Regions from separate parts of the Sus scrofa genome. Here region 2 is linked to region 1. The links are chromatin contacts, called in public Hi-C maps. All regions are on one chromosome and are shown on one strand. The core of a region is the stretch at or near the end of the contact, and the rest is flanking DNA. Distances in the headings are between cores, read along the strand shown. Region 1 holds the start of PDLIM7 (PDZ and LIM domain protein 7). Region 2 holds the start of FAM193B (family with sequence similarity 193 member B).

Evidence for each region. A called contact is a pair of places that touch in the nucleus more often than the background predicts.
Region 2: a Hi-C map of liver shows a contact between it and region 1, with 5 times the contacts expected there. The contact joins the promoter of FAM193B here to the promoter of PDLIM7 in region 1. A contact is called at or near these places in 1 of 5 promoter capture datasets (liver), 7 of 47 Hi-C or Micro-C datasets (brain, embryonic fibroblasts, heart right ventricle and 3 more) and 2 of 2 datasets of contacts at active chromatin or transcription factors (alveolar macrophages and skeletal muscle).

What each region holds. Positions count from the first base shown.
Region 1 is chr2:80,448,301-80,455,764 of Sscrofa11.1, forward strand. PDLIM7 (PDZ and LIM domain protein 7) reads left to right here and starts at 4,713. Exons shown (of 13, transcript XM_021084381.1): 1 at 4,713-4,818; 2 at 5,784-5,889. The coding sequence starts at 5,794.
Region 2 is chr2:80,392,746-80,400,209 of Sscrofa11.1, forward strand. FAM193B (family with sequence similarity 193 member B) reads left to right here and starts at 3,626. Exons shown (of 11, transcript NM_001243850.1): 1 at 3,626-3,921. The coding sequence starts at 3,712.

The sequences.
Region 1 (7,464 bases), core at 3,463-5,962:
GGAACATGGTCCTCATTTGGCTTTCGTCCTCCTCACGGGTCTTTCCTTCCCACATTTTGCTGTCTCCTCCTCTGCCAGAGTTCTGCCCCGGGCTCTGGCTCAACCCTAGTTGCCCATGGAATCACCTGGGAGCCTTTAAAAAATGCCCATGCCTGGGCCCACAACCAAGGGCTCAAATTCTCTCCATCCATGCGGGCCCCGGGCACCACTTTTTTTCAGTTCCCCAGGTGATTGTCGTGGGCACTCAGGTTGAGAACCACTGCCGTTAAGTGAGCTAAGGTGGTCTCAGGTCTCACAGATCATCTAAAGGCTGATGACTCCTAAAGATCTATCTTCAGCACAGACCTCTGTCCTGAGCTCCAGAGTTAGGAATTCTACTGCAGGAGTTCTGGTTGTGGCTCAGTGGGTTAAGACCCTGACATAGTGCCTGGGAGGATGTGAGTTCGACCCCTGGCCTTGTTCATCATTACATCATTACATAACATTGGTTTTGTATCCCGTGTTGCTGGAGCTGTGGTGTAGGCAGGTAGGTGCAACTCCGATTTGACTTCCACATGTGGCAGATGTGACCGTAAAAAGAAAAAAAAAAAGAATCCAATTGCACACTAGACTTTATGTCTACAAGGCATCTGTGAATCTAATGTGTGAAGGGAGGTTGAGGGGAGGCAGGTTCTGTGGAGTCATGTCCCAGGGTGTCTGTGACCACAGAGGACAAAGCCTGGAAAGATGCTGATGCCACAGAGAGGCAGATTTCAGCTCCACATATGGGAGAATCCTCCTGACACGTAAAGTCTTCCCATAATCGATCAGGCTGCCACAGAGCAAGCTGCGGCCAGGAGATTCCATCAGTGTGCCTGCAGCAAGGACCTCTCAGCTCCACAGTGACAAGCCAGCCCTTGCCAACTCAGCAAATCCTAGGTCGCACTGCTACCCAGAGTCAGGTTCATGTCCAGAACTGGAACCCAGGACTCTGTCTAGCATGGGATTTTTTTTGTTTTTGTTTGTCTTTAAATAAAAACAACCCAAGGGAATTTATTGTCATGTGGTAATAACATAGGCTGATTAAAACAATATGAATATATGTTTTAGAACTGCACTCCTGGGAGCTCCTGTTGTGGCTCAGCAGGTTACAAACCTGACTAGCATCCATGAGGACTCAAGTTCCATCCCTGGCCTCGCTCAGTGGGTCGGTGATCCAGCATTGCCGTGATCAAAGACTCATGTAGTGTAGGTCAAAGACTCGGCTCCGATCCCATGCTGCTGTGGCTGTGGTGTAGGCCGGCAGCTGCATCTCCGATTCGACCTCTAGCCTGGGAACCTCCATGTGCCCCAGGTGTAGCCCTAAAAAGCAAAAAACAAACACACAAAAACTGCACTCCCAACAAAGCACACTCGAAAAAACAAACTGCCTTGCCTTTTCAGCAGTTTTTCACTTCATTGATCATTTCTAGTTGGAGACACTTTGGGGCAGAGGAATATTGTCTCCTTTTAGCATGATTCAACCCAATTGTTTTCTTTTTTTCTTTTTTAAGGACCTCACCCATGGCATATGGAAGTTCCCAGGCTGGGGTCTAATTGGTGCTGCAGCTGCCAGCCTACGCCACAGCTACAGCACAGGATCCAAGATACATCTGCGACTAACACCACAGCTCACAGCAATGCTGGATCCTTAACTAGGCCAGGGATCGAACCCACAACCTCATGGTTCCTAGTCGGATTCGTTTCCTTTGTGCCACAATGGGAACTCCAACCCAGTTGTTTTCTTGACTTTGTTTTAGAATGAATTTCTTCTGCATCATCTAACACAAGGTTCATGTACTCATCAAAACCAATGACACAGCCCTCTATCTGAAATTCACTTGCTCATAAAGCCACACCTGAATCTGAGATCTATTTTGCAAGTATCTGAAGATGAGGTTGATGGGCTGCACTTTCTGGCCCTGGCCACGGTATGCCGTGATGGAAGCTTACAAAGACCACACTACTCAAAATGCCTGGAATGATTTTTTTAAATTATAAATCTAAGCCTTTTGTGGCAATTTTTCTGAGTTTCCAACCATACTGTAGAAGAGAAATTCTGGATACCTCTAGGACTCTAGGGACCTGACTCTGGAGCTGCAAGTGTCCTGACCACTAGGGGGCACTGTGTCCCAGCCCAGGGCCGGTTCCCACCCAGGTAAGGCCTGTGTAGGGATGTCTGGTGGGTCCATCTACACCTGAGCCTTACAGGGCCCCAAGGAATTGGACCCAGGAGCTTTCTCTGCTGAAGGACTCCCAGGAGCCCCAGGCTACCACTTTTTCCTTTACTCATTTGCTGTTTCACTTTCTCAGTCCTTCCTTCATCTGTTCATTCATATCCACTGTGTGCAGGCACTGGGGAAATGGTGGACAAGACAGACAAGCCCCTGCTCTCATAGGACTGACATTCTAATAGGGACAAAGGCAACGAAGAAACAAACACTTAATATAATGTCCCATGGTAGTTAGTGCTATGGAGAAAAATAAAGCAGGATAAGGCACTAGTACGTGATGTGGGTGAGGAGTCAGGCTGCTGTTTTAGACAGGATGACCAAAGAAGGAGGAGGCAACATCTGAGCAGAGAACTGAGCAGAGTGAGAGAGCTTGTTGTTTATTTTATTTTAGCTAAAAAAAATTTATTTTCTTTTTCATGGGTGCAGCTGCAGCAAATGGAAATTCCTGGACCAGGGGTTGAATCAGAGCTGCAGCTGCTGCCTACACCAGAGTCCTGGCAACACCAGATGTGTGCTGCTTCTGTGACCTATGCCACAGCTTATGGCAATGCCAAATCCTTAACCCATTGAGCAAGGCCAAGGATCGAATCTGCATCCTCAGAGAGACAATGTTAGGTCCTTAACCCACTGTGCCACAACAGGAACTCTGAGAACCTATTTAGATATCTGGGAGAAAGTGTTTCAAGCGGAAGGAGCCACAAGTGCAAAGGCCCTAAAGCAGGAATGTATTTGCTGTATTTACAGTGAGGAGGGCAGAATGGCTGGAGCAGAGTGAGCCAGGAGAAGTGGGGGAGGTAGTTTATTAGTGTCTGAAAGACTTTAGTTTTATCTTAGGTGCAACTCCATCCCACTGAAATGCTAGAAGCCGAAGGTGTATGGTGTGATTTCTGCTTTAAAAATACCATTTTGAAGAAGACTGGGGACTGGGCAAGGGTAGAAAGAGGGAAATCTGTTAAGAGACTGCTGAGATGTCCAAGCACGAGACAAGTGGCAAGGACAAACACGGCAGCCAGGTGTGGAATAGAGTCAGAAGGTGGAATCTACAGAATCTGAGGTATGACACAGATGAGAAAGGAAGGAAAACTTCATGATTTTTACTGGCCTAACCAGATGAACACTGTTTTTATTTTTTTTCCTTGAAGTAAGGAAGGAGTTAGGGAGGTGGGGAAAATGAAAGTTTAAATTAGGAAGTAACTGGAATTCCTGTTGTGGCCTTGCTGTGGCTGTGGCATAGGCCGGCGGCTATAGCCTGGGAACTTCCATATGCCCCTGGGTGCAGCCCTATAATGAGAAAAGGCCAAAAAAAAAAAAAAAAAAAAAGTGAAAATTCTTACAGTTTATATTATGAGGGGAATGATGCAGAATAGGGGGAAATGTAATGATGATGGTGGAGGTAGGAGAGTAGCCACAGCCATGCCCTAGAAGGAGGTGAGGGGTGGATGCCCATCCTGATCCCTGGTCAATTTCCTCCCACTGCGCTAGCATTGGGGCTGTGGGGTCTGTGAAACCCCCACTGGAGGCGCTGCCCACTCTGGAGTGGGGTACCAGGACTATCTCGACAGTTTGGGGGTCAGCCCTAAACCTTCGGAGGGTCAGGGGGTAGGAGTGAGGGCAGGGCATAGGGTCGGGGCGGAGCCAAAGGCCTTTATACCTCTGTCTGCTGCCTTTGGTGGAGTGTTCTGCAAACTTAACTGTAAGCTCCCCCTGTGTCGACCTCAACTAACCCCACCTCCAAGGTTCACCCCCTCCCTCTTCCAGACCAAGTCTGTCCGATTTAGATATTCCTTTTGTGTGTGTGTCTTTGTGTGTCTTTTTGCCTTTTCTAGAGCCGCTCGCCGCAGGAGCGGCATTATGGAGATTCCCGGGCTAGGGGTCTAATCGGAGCCATAGCCACTGGTCAGAGTCACAGCAACGTGGGATCCAAGCCGCGTCTGCGACCTGCACCACAGCTCACGGCAACGCCGGATACTTAACCCGCTGAGCAAGGCCAGGGATCAAATTTGTTAACCACTGCGCCACGACGGGAACTCCCGATTTAGATATTCTTGAGCTATCAATGGCTGTGCCTTACGCCAAACTATGCCTATCTTCACGGTGGCCTGTGAGGCGAGTATTACTGTCCCACTTTCCCAGTAGGAAACTAGGGTTTAGAGATGACTCAGGTCCAGATCTGCCTGGTTTGCTTGGTGACTTGCTTTTCACTCGGCCAGAGGGAGGCGCAAGGGGCTGGGCGAGCCGCGGGTTGGGCTGTCCAGCAGCCCAGACCCCCCCACACCCTACCCAGGCCCCGCCCCATTAAGGGGACCAGGGAGAGCCTTGCCTTACAGCGCAAAGAGAGACCGGACTTCGTGATTGGGCGGTACGGAAGGATTCGGCGGGGCTTCCTACTGCCTGGGAGACTGCTCATGGGCTCAACTTTTGACGGAGGCGTGGCCACAGGCCACGCCCCCTCCAGCGGGCTCATAACTGATGTCTGCGGCGGGGGCGGGGCCAGAACGCGGGCGGCGGATCCCAGCGCGGCTCTCTGGAGCCCGCTGCTGAGCAGCGCCCCGGAGGGGCCGAGCAGGTACAGGCGACTGTGCGGGGCGTTTCGGGCTGGGCCAGGCGGGGGGGCAGAGGCCTGTTAGGGGCCACAGCGGGCACTAGGGGTCGTGGCCAAAGCTGCGCTTCCTCCGGCGTGCGGGAGCCGCTACCCCCGCCCCCGCCTTCCTGAGGCGAAGCCGGCTGCGGCGGGGCCGATTGGCGCCTGCGCCGCTTCCTGCCCCCGGGACTCGGCCAATGCATGGGGCCGGGGCGGGGAACCAGGGGGAAACCGAGTCACGTCAGGAGGGTAGGCCTGTGGGGGAGGCATCACCCCCACTGAACTCTAGGATGAATTCCCTTCCTGGCCACGCTTTGAAGTCCCAGTCCCCACCGACCTACGCAGGGGCCGCGCACCCGCCCAGTTCCCCCAGCGCTCAGGGGTCTCGCCCTGGGTCACGGCAGCTTCGACTAGTCCGGGAATGGCTAGTACCCGCTCCAGCCGCCTCCCCCCCTTCCCCTCCCCCTCGCGTCCCGAGCCCCCGTGTGTTCCCTCCGTTGGCTCTCCGCACAGTGTCAGCTTACACGCCTTATATAGTCCGAGCAGGCTCCAGCCGTGGCCTGCCTGCCGGGACCTGGGGGCGGGGGAAAGGAGGAACGCCGGCCCCGGACTGGCCTTGCCGTCTAGTTCCAGGCTCAAGGATGGCTTGGGGGGAAGCCAGAGCCAAATTAGCCCTGCGATCCACTCCTGGATGAAAAGAATCTCAAGGCTGGATTCGGGCTCCCCTCACCCACCCTGTCCCTTGGGGAAGGGGGGTTGCCGCTGCCTTTCCAAAGTGAAGTCTGCCAGCTAGCAGCCCAGCCAAACTTAACAAGTTACCCTCCTACCCTTGCCCTGGGTGTGCTCAGCGTCTGCTCGTGCCTTCCTGGCACTAGTCCAAGCCTGATGTCCAGAGCTAGGCCTGCCTGTGTACCCACCATGCCAGCTGCTCACCTTTTCTCTCCTCTCAGGAGCGGCACCATGGATTCCTTCAAGGTGGTGCTGGAGGGGCCAGCACCTTGGGGCTTCCGGCTGCAGGGGGGCAAGGACTTCAATGTGCCCCTCTCCATCTCCCGGGTGAGCCTAGATTGAGGGAGGGGCTCCCCCAGGGGTCTTGGGGTGCTCAGATCTCCAGTGGGTGACAGAAAGAGCCTGAACAGGAGTGAGCCACGGCCGGTAGGCCAGGAGGTGCCCAGGTCCAGATATGTGGGCACTGCCACGAAGACTACCAACCTAACTAGGGAGATACTAGGAGAGGAGCCCCCACACTTCCCTAGCACTGCACTGTACCTGATGCTGTTCCACGAAGCTCCTGTGGCCACCTCCAAGGCCCAGGGGGATGCCCATTCTGAGGTCTCCAGGAAGTGTCTAAGCTCCTTGAGAGAGCAATGCTTGGAGCTAGGCCCCAGGCAGGGCTCTCTGACTGCAGGATCTCACTTCATTCTCACTGCCACCCAGGGAATAGCAACTGTCATCCTGTTTTTCCAGATGAGCTAACTCAGGACTCGGAGAGGTGAAAGGGCTCCTTCAGCAACTCCGTGGCAAAACAGGGATTGGAATTCAGCCACAGGGATGGCCAGCAGTCTGTGTGTGTGAGGGGTGCCTCTCCCCGGCCTGTGTGAGGACCTTCCATCCCATCCACTGGTCCCATTCAGGATGGAGTGGGCTTTGACCCCAAGCAGGGGTTGGGATGGGTCTCTAGGACTCTGACTTCAGCTTCTGAGATCCTGTCCTGGTGGGGGTGGAGCTAGGGGCCGGCTCCTCCCTGTGGCAGGGGGATTGCCTTATAAGCCCAAGAATGCAGCCCCACGCAGGGATGGCCAACTGGTGGCTGGAGTCTGCAGGGCTGAAAAAGGCTGGTCTGGGCCTGGACCCCTGACCACATCAGTGGGCCCCTCAGCTCATCGCCCCCAGGCTGTGGCTCTAGCCATGGGATCGGCCGTGGGACATGTAAAACAAGCTGCCTGCCCTGAGAGAGAGTCCAGCCCTTGGGCTGGTATCTCTCACTGTGGTGGGGGGTGGAGGGTGGGTTCAGGAGGAGGTGGGGACTTCCTGCTCCCATATCCGCTTATCCAGAGAGACCCACCCAGGCTCCTGGTGGGCAGGCAGCTATTGGCAGGAAGCCCAGGGCAAGCACAGCCTAGAGGGGGCCGGAGGGTTGTCCAGCCGCAGCTGAGCTCAAGGGGGCCCCAAAGCAGAGTCTGTCGGAATTGGGCTTGGTGGCCAGAACAGCTAGGCTGTCACTGTTCTCAGGGATCCTACCCTGGGAGCTGCGCTGCCGGAAGGGTAGCTAAGGGCAGTGATCTCCCTACCACATATACCCACCCTGTACACAATTCTCGAGTCTCTCCAGCCCTGGAAACCTCCCCCTGTATACCCCTTCCCTGGGAAAGTGCTAGCCAGTGTGACTGGGTAGCTGTAGGCCTTGGCTTGGCCTCTGAGCCTCAGTTTCTTCCTTGGTGAGGATGGGCAACAAAGTAGCCTAGGGGATGGACTTTCAGATGTGGCCTGCTGGGGGCACCCTGAGCCCAGGCTCCCTTGTCAGCAGGCCTAGCATGTGGGTGGGGCCACCAGCTGAGCCCAGCCCTGGAGTTGGACCTAGGCCCTGGTGGGTGGGCGGGTGTGTAGGGTGGTCTTTTCTGAGCTGGGCCC
Region 2 (7,464 bases), core at 2,376-4,875, 57 kb before region 1:
GCAGCCTCCTTGTGCCTTTAGGGTGTGCTGGACCCAGGCCATATATGTCACTTCCTCTTGATGATAGAATGCTGCTGGTGACCCCTAATTTTATGGCTGGGTAGATCAGATAACATGGTAGCTCGGGTCACGTGGTCACTTGCTAGGCCCTAATCAGGCATCCAATTTCACCAGACCTCTGGGGCAAGCCAGGAGCTGCTTCTCAGAAGAAAAATAACTGCTGAAGGAGATAACTTTGATCCAAAATCCAGTACCTGAATATAAAGGCCAAAGGCAGAACTACCTACTCTGCAGCTTGATCCAGTAAGAAAACCTCTCCATGTACGGTCCCCCTTAAAGTTGTTGAATGACTCAGTAATAGGTAAAAATAATGTACCTAAATATGGCATATTATACCCAACTCTAAAAAAGCCCACCAAGTACTGTACCTTTTTCTTAGGTTAGGAGTGTAATGTTCAGTAGATTGTCCTTTATTTGGGGCAGCATATCACAACACACCCCAGACCCCTAGAAAGTTCACTGAGTAGATGACAGACCCCTAAATATTCATGGGGTTTATTATCTGCCTTCAGGCACACACACCATGCTTACTAAATCACCTAGGGTATCTACAACTTCCTGTCCTCAAGGTCCATCAGGATATTGTCATCATTGTCACAGTAGCTTGGCCTGATATCCAATGGAATGGTGATTTGGACAAAAATTCCTGCAAACTCAGTGCATCCAAAGAGTGACCTATCCTAGAAGCAAGACAGTAATGGTTTACTGCCACCCCTGCCGGAGGAACACAAACTCCTCCTGAGGTTTGGTATAGAAGAAAAAGCATTGGCCAGACCTATAATTGTGGTTGAACAATTTCACCAATCTGCTCCAAGAATGGCCACTCTGAAAAAGTCCTTGCAGTTGGATTCCCTACCAGAATGAGTTTATTATAACATCTGGTCATTCTTTAGGACCATCTATCTTCCCTGTGGATGTATGAATGGATAAAGAAAATGTGATATATGTCTAGATAGAAAGATATCTGTGTGTGTATGAATATATAAGTATATACAAAATACATAGGAATATATAATAACACAAATATAAAGGAATATTATTCAGTCTTAAAAAAGATATTCCTGACATTTGCCATATGGATGAAACTGGAGGACATTTTAAGTGAAACAAATCAGTCACAAGACAAATATTGCATGATGTCACTTATATGTGGAATTATTATTATTATTATTTGCTATGTCTATGGGATATGGAAATTCCAGGACCAGGGATCAAACCTGTGCCACAGCAGTGATGATGCTGGATCCTTTAAATGCTAGACCACCAGGGAACTCTGGAATTTTTTAAAAAGCTAAGCTCATAGTAACAGAGTAAAATAGTGGTTACCAGAGGCTGGGTATAGGGAAAAGACAGAGTTGGTTTTTTTTTTTTTTTTTTTTTTTTTAAGTAGAATGGTAGTTGCTAGGGGCTGGAGGGACAGGAGAATGGAGAGTTATTATCTAATGAGAACAGAGTTTCAGTTTTGCAAGAAGAAAAGAATTCTGGAGATGGGTGGTGGTGATTGTTGCACATCAGTATGAATGTACTTAATACCACTGAACTCTACACTTAGAGATGGTTAAGATAGTTAGTTTTATGTTACCCATATTTTACCACAATAAAAATAAATAACCGGGGAAAAAATACCATTTGTCTTCTATTCTGGTGAAGTTCCCATTGTGGCTCCGCGGTAATGAACCAAAATAGCATCCACAAGGATATAAGTTCATCCCTGACCTTACTCAGTAGGTTAAGAATCTGGTGTTGCCGTGAGTTGTGGCGTAGGTCACAAATGCAGCTCGGATCAGATCTGGCATTGCAGTGGCTGTCGTGTAGGCTGGGAAGCCTAGCCTGGGAATTTCCCCATGCCTCAGGTATGGCCCTAAAATGCAAAAATAAATAAATAAAAATTAAAAATAAAATAAAATAAAAATATCTTCTATTCTGGGCAACCTGAAGAGGTAATGTCGATATAGTGGGAATCACCTTGAATCTTTCAGTTCTCTGATGGTGGTGTTAATTGTGATAAGATGAAGTATTTTTTTCATTTCCTTTCTTGGTAGGGAGAGCTCCAGGGCCTTTTCCACTTATCCCTTGCTTCCTGGGTTGAGTCAACATCAGAACTCTGCCCTTGTTGATGGATGGACAGAAACTCTATATATAACCACCATATGGTTTCAGGGTACCACTGCCCCTGGCATGAGACAGACTGTCCTCAAAACTATTTTTAAAAATTTGTAATGCTGCAGGTGTGGCCATAAAAAAAAAAAATTTGTCCTATGTGCATGTCTTATATATTCAAAAAAGAAAGGGAGGGAAAATAACCCATTTTGACAACTAAATACATAATCATTTTATATATATATATATTTTTTTTTTTTCTGCTTTTTTCCATGGCATATAGAAAAGTTCCCAGGCTAGGGGTCCAATTAGAGCCACAGCTGCCGGCCTACACCACAGCCACAGCAATGTGAGATGGGAGCCGAGTCTGCGACCTATACCACAGCTCCAGGCAACGCTGGATTCTTTTTTTTTTTTTTTTTTTTTTTTTTTTTTTGGTCTTTTTGCCTTTTTCTAGGGCCGCTCCCTCGGCATGGAGATTCCCGGGCTAGGGGTCTAATCGGAGCCGTAGCCACTGGTCAGGGCCACAGCAACTCGGGATCTGAGCCGCGTCTGCGACCTACACCACAGCTCACGGCAACGCCAGATCCTTAATCCACTGAGCAAGGCCAGGGACCGAACCCTCAACCTCATGGTTCTTAGTCGGATTCGTTAACCACTGCGCCACGACGGCAACTCCAGGCAACGCTGGATTCTTAACCCACGGAGCAAGGCCAGGGATCAAAACTGCATCCTCATGGATCCTAGTCGGGTAAGTTAACCGCTGAGCTAGAAGAGAACTCCATAATCATTATATTTTTAAATGTTCCTTTGTGTACCACTCAAAATTCTTTTGCACACATACCATTTTCTTGGAAACACTGACCTAGTACGTACCCCAGTCATCTCATCTTTATCACACTTGTAATTGTGTATTTCCCCACTAGATTAAGGAAGAAGTCAGGTCTGTGTCTCGCTGTCGCAAGCACCAAATGCTAGACTCTGAGTGGACCATACACTGAAAATAAAGACCTAGACAATCCCTTCGTCCCTTTCAGCTCAGGCTATGAACGAACCCATGAGTTCTCGCTACGATGTTGAGCAACCATTTCACCATCTGTAGCCTAGGTTTTCTCTACTGCAAAATGGGAACTATCATACCTGTCACACCATGTGGGTGCGAGGAGTCAGGTCGAGGCCGTGAAAGTAGCGTAGCACTATAGAAATTATTAATTCACTCACCCACTTAACAGCAAGTTATTAAGCGCCCAGGGCTTGTAGCACTGCTACCACAGCGTACACCCTCTCTCATTCCTTGGATCCCAGGGTGGGCGTTTCCTGACCAGGTTCATTCTCCCACGAAACTCCGGGTGGTGACCTTATTCAAAATGGCGCAGGCAGCCTCGAGGGGCTAGTGCGGCGGCGCGGACTCCGCGTGCCCTTTGACCTGCTGGCAGCGGCGGAGGGGGAGTCGGGCGCCGCCATATTGGCTGTTGTCCTGTGAGGGGAGCGGCGGCGGCGGCGGCGGCGGTGGCGGCGCGAGTTGAGCGAGTGAGCGGAGCGAGGAGCAGCATGACTCGGAGGCGGAGCAGGCCGAGCGGCTGCGCGGGCCGGCGCGAGCGGGCGCGGGCCGCGGGGCCGCAGAAGCCCCAGGCGCCGGAGCCCCCGCCGCCGCCGTGCCTGGAAGCAGGAGCGGGTGCAGGATCCCCGGAGGCGTCGGCCGAGCCCGACCGCGACGGCCCTAGAGAGGACGACGAGCTCCAACTGGCGCCCGTCCCCCAGGTAGGAGCGAGAGAGGCGAGTCTGGCTGCTTGGGCACTTTCACACCCCGGAACGGAGCTGGGACGGGCTTGGGGGTGGATCATCCTTATCCGGCCGGAGTCAGAGCCTTACTCCTTAGGACCAGGGCTGAGGCTTTCTCCCCCAAGTTGGGAGTGGAGCCAGCACCCTTATGTCCAAAGCTGAGGCACGGCCCGACCTGTCCTGAGGCCAGGCTGCCTACCCTCTCCCACCGCCTCCGGGAAACGTTCTGGTCGCACACCCACTGGGACTGCGCTTGGATCCTGGGGCCACAGCTCAGCCCTGTGCCCTTCATCTCCTCTGGGCCCACATGCTCCCCCACTCATAGGCTACCTCGGGGCGCTGGGACCTGGAAGGCTGCAGCCTCTTCCCTCTCCCCCTGGGAGCGGCTCCACCCCTTCCCCTCGCTGCCCCCTCGGCAGCTGTGCTCCCAGCATATGTCTCCCGAGGCCTCCCTCCTCTCCTTGCCCAGCAGAGCAGTTGCAGCCGACAGCCAGGCTGCCTAGGAGACTGTTTGGTGGGCCTCCTGCACTGAGGTGGCAACCCTCAGTGAGAGCAAAGCTGCTCTCTCCCCCTATACCCGCTCTCCCGCCCCGCCTCGACCCCCAAGGCGGTCCACCCAGACCCTTGGATCCCTGGGTTTGGCGAATCCTGCTAAGAGTGAGCAGGAGGAGGATTCTCCAAGGCTTCCAGCTTGCCACCTGGAAGAAGGTCACTTTCTTTTGAGCAAAGGAAATAATAGGAGGTACCCTGCCAGTGTTCACTGCGAAGCTGGGGCGGCATGAGCCACAGTTGCTCTGGGAGGGTTATGGCACCTGGGGCTGGGTGGCTCGCCCTAAGCTTGCTCTGACAAAAGAGTTTTGAGTTGGTTTTTTGGCTGAGCCTGCCAAGAAAGGCAGGCTCCTGCAGGAGTCTTGGAGGGTCGGATGCAGCGCCGGATGAGGATGAGGCGTGGCGGAAGATGCGTTTGGCTCTGCAGACACTGCATCGGGCAGCAGGGGACTCTGGGAGGCTGGTGCAGCCAGAAGGCATGGCTCTTGACAGCCTTCTAGTAGAATCCCTGGAATTGTGCATGTGAGTGGGGATGCTGTTTGGGGTACCATTCCCAGAAAGCCTTCCCTGACCTCCCCAGTTGGGTGAGGTGCTCCCTCTGTGCCCACAGCCCCCTGTGCTCCCCTCTGGTAGCACTCCCTATTCTACAATGAGACATTCTGTTGATGTGTCTGTTCCCGGCACTGAACTGTGAACTCCACAGGAGCACAGATCATGTCATATATCTCTGGTCTTCCACCCCTAGCCCTGGGCCTTGCTGACACGGAGTAGGAATAACTAGGTGAATGAGAGAGTGAATCCCTTGAGAACCTGTGCTTATCGTAACCCAGTTTTGATACTGGTCTCCTTTGTGTCTCAGATCACAGTAAGATTTTTAATTAATGAAGATGTCACCAGTTATTGAGGGTCAGAGGCCCTACCTTCACCCCTACACCCTACCCTGAGCTGGTTCCAAGGGATTTCACTCTTCAGGTTGGAAGTCAGCTCGCCTGGTCTGACTTCCAACCCTGAAGGTGCTTCTCCCTCTAGCCTTTTCTTTCCTGCCTCTGGGCTCCCCTGAGAGTGCTGTTCTGCAGAAGGGGAGAGTGGAGAAGGGAGAGCCAGGGAGCTGTTGTCTTCTCTTTCTTTCAGACCATAAAATGCTTTAGGGTCCCCTGCCATTTAGCCAGCCTGTAGTTTTCATGGCCGGAAAGTTTGGTTGATGGGTTAACCATTAGGACCCAACTTTTCTAGGAGCCATAAGCTTCATTAAGGGGATAGGTTCCCACCGTGTTCTTACCGTGTTCATTCATTCATTCATGCCAGACATTTTACATATCTTCCCACCACCCCTGTGTTCTCCTGAACATTTAGCACAAATGTGATAAGTTAATTCATATAATTTTTGGTCTGCTTTTGCTATGTAAACTCTGAGAGTGCAGAAACCATGTTAGTTACCTTTGTACCCTCAGGCCTGATGATTAGCAAATTTTAATCACAAATTTTAAATAGGATATAAATACTATTATCCCATTTTTCAGATAAAGAAACAAACTCAGGGCAACTAAACATTTGTACAGATAATTCCTACTACAGGTACCCTTCCTTCTCCACCGCCCCCCCTGCGAAAAAGAGACTCTTGTGTACTTTGGGAGACCTAACAAGGCTTTTTTTTTTTTTTTTTTTTTTTTTTTAACTGTAGCCACAATAGGTGAAACAAACTGACAGTCTTTCTTCTGATTGTGCCCCTTTTTTGCTGTGGAAGGGGTTTCTGGATGCTAGAAGCAGGCTTTTGTGCCTTGGTCAAAAACACCCTCTGAAAGGATTGGCATCAGTCATTGCTTTGCCCAGAGGCGTGCCTTCGATGAAGATCTCTGGCTCCCACCACCACTGAGAACCCTGTCTTAGGTACTTAGAATGGGAAGGTAAGGTGAAATTCAGTGTCACCTGCCGAAGTGAAGCCACAGACAGCAAATAGGACCGCTTTTAGTCCACACACAGATTCTAATGCCCCAGGTCACACATTATTTTCTTTCTGTTTTTGCTTTGATTTGAGCTAATTGGCACCACACGTCCAAGTTCCCAGGCCAGTAATTCCAAGCCACAGCAGTGATGTCTTGGAATCCTTAAGTGCTAGGCCATCGGGGAACTCCTGAGCCAATATTTTTTAAATCAAAGGTTTCTCAGAGAATTCCATCTGTACCATCTCTTAAAACTAAAAATCTGGTGCCGCTGGGACCATATATCTGGGAGACAATAATCTGCAATCTCTGAGTAATGTCTCCCCCCTGTAGCATATGCAGGACACCTGATCCGTGCCAGGCCCTGGGGTAGCTGGGAATGCAGAAGTGAATCAGTAGTCCCTCCTCACAAGGGGCTCACGGTCTAGAGAACATGTATATAGTAATTGCAATAAGGCTAGAAGAGCATTGCTTCCTCTCAGTTAAGGTTCATGGGCCACCCCAGTTCTATCCAATCTGCTTTGGTCATTTTCAGAACCTGTACACATTTAAATGGAGGACCCTGAACTTAATTGGAATCCCAAAAGCTCTTAATTCTAATTGTTTAGGCCACTAAATTACATTGATACATTCACTAAGAACCCAAATCCACATTTACTTCACAAGAAGAGTAGAACAGTCACTTCCTTATTGGCAAAGAAAAACAAAAAACTTACAAAGCAGTTGAAGGAGGCGGTGAGACAGTATTTAATGTTATGGACTTGAGGTGAGCTTAATGCTCAGTCTCCTAGTTTTGTGACTCTGGGCATGTTTCTTTCCCTTGCTAAGCCTTTTTGGCAACTTCACAAGAAAATGTGAAACAATCCACGTAGCACCTAATGCTCCTCACATAAGAGCAGGAATTGGACGTGGTATATGGCAGGAGGCATTTGGTCAGTCAAAGCCTGAGTGTTTTCACCAGCCAGTTCTGCTGGCTGTCTCTAGGTCTCTTGGGCTACTCAGCTTGTAGACCAGGTGCACACTCAAGAAACCC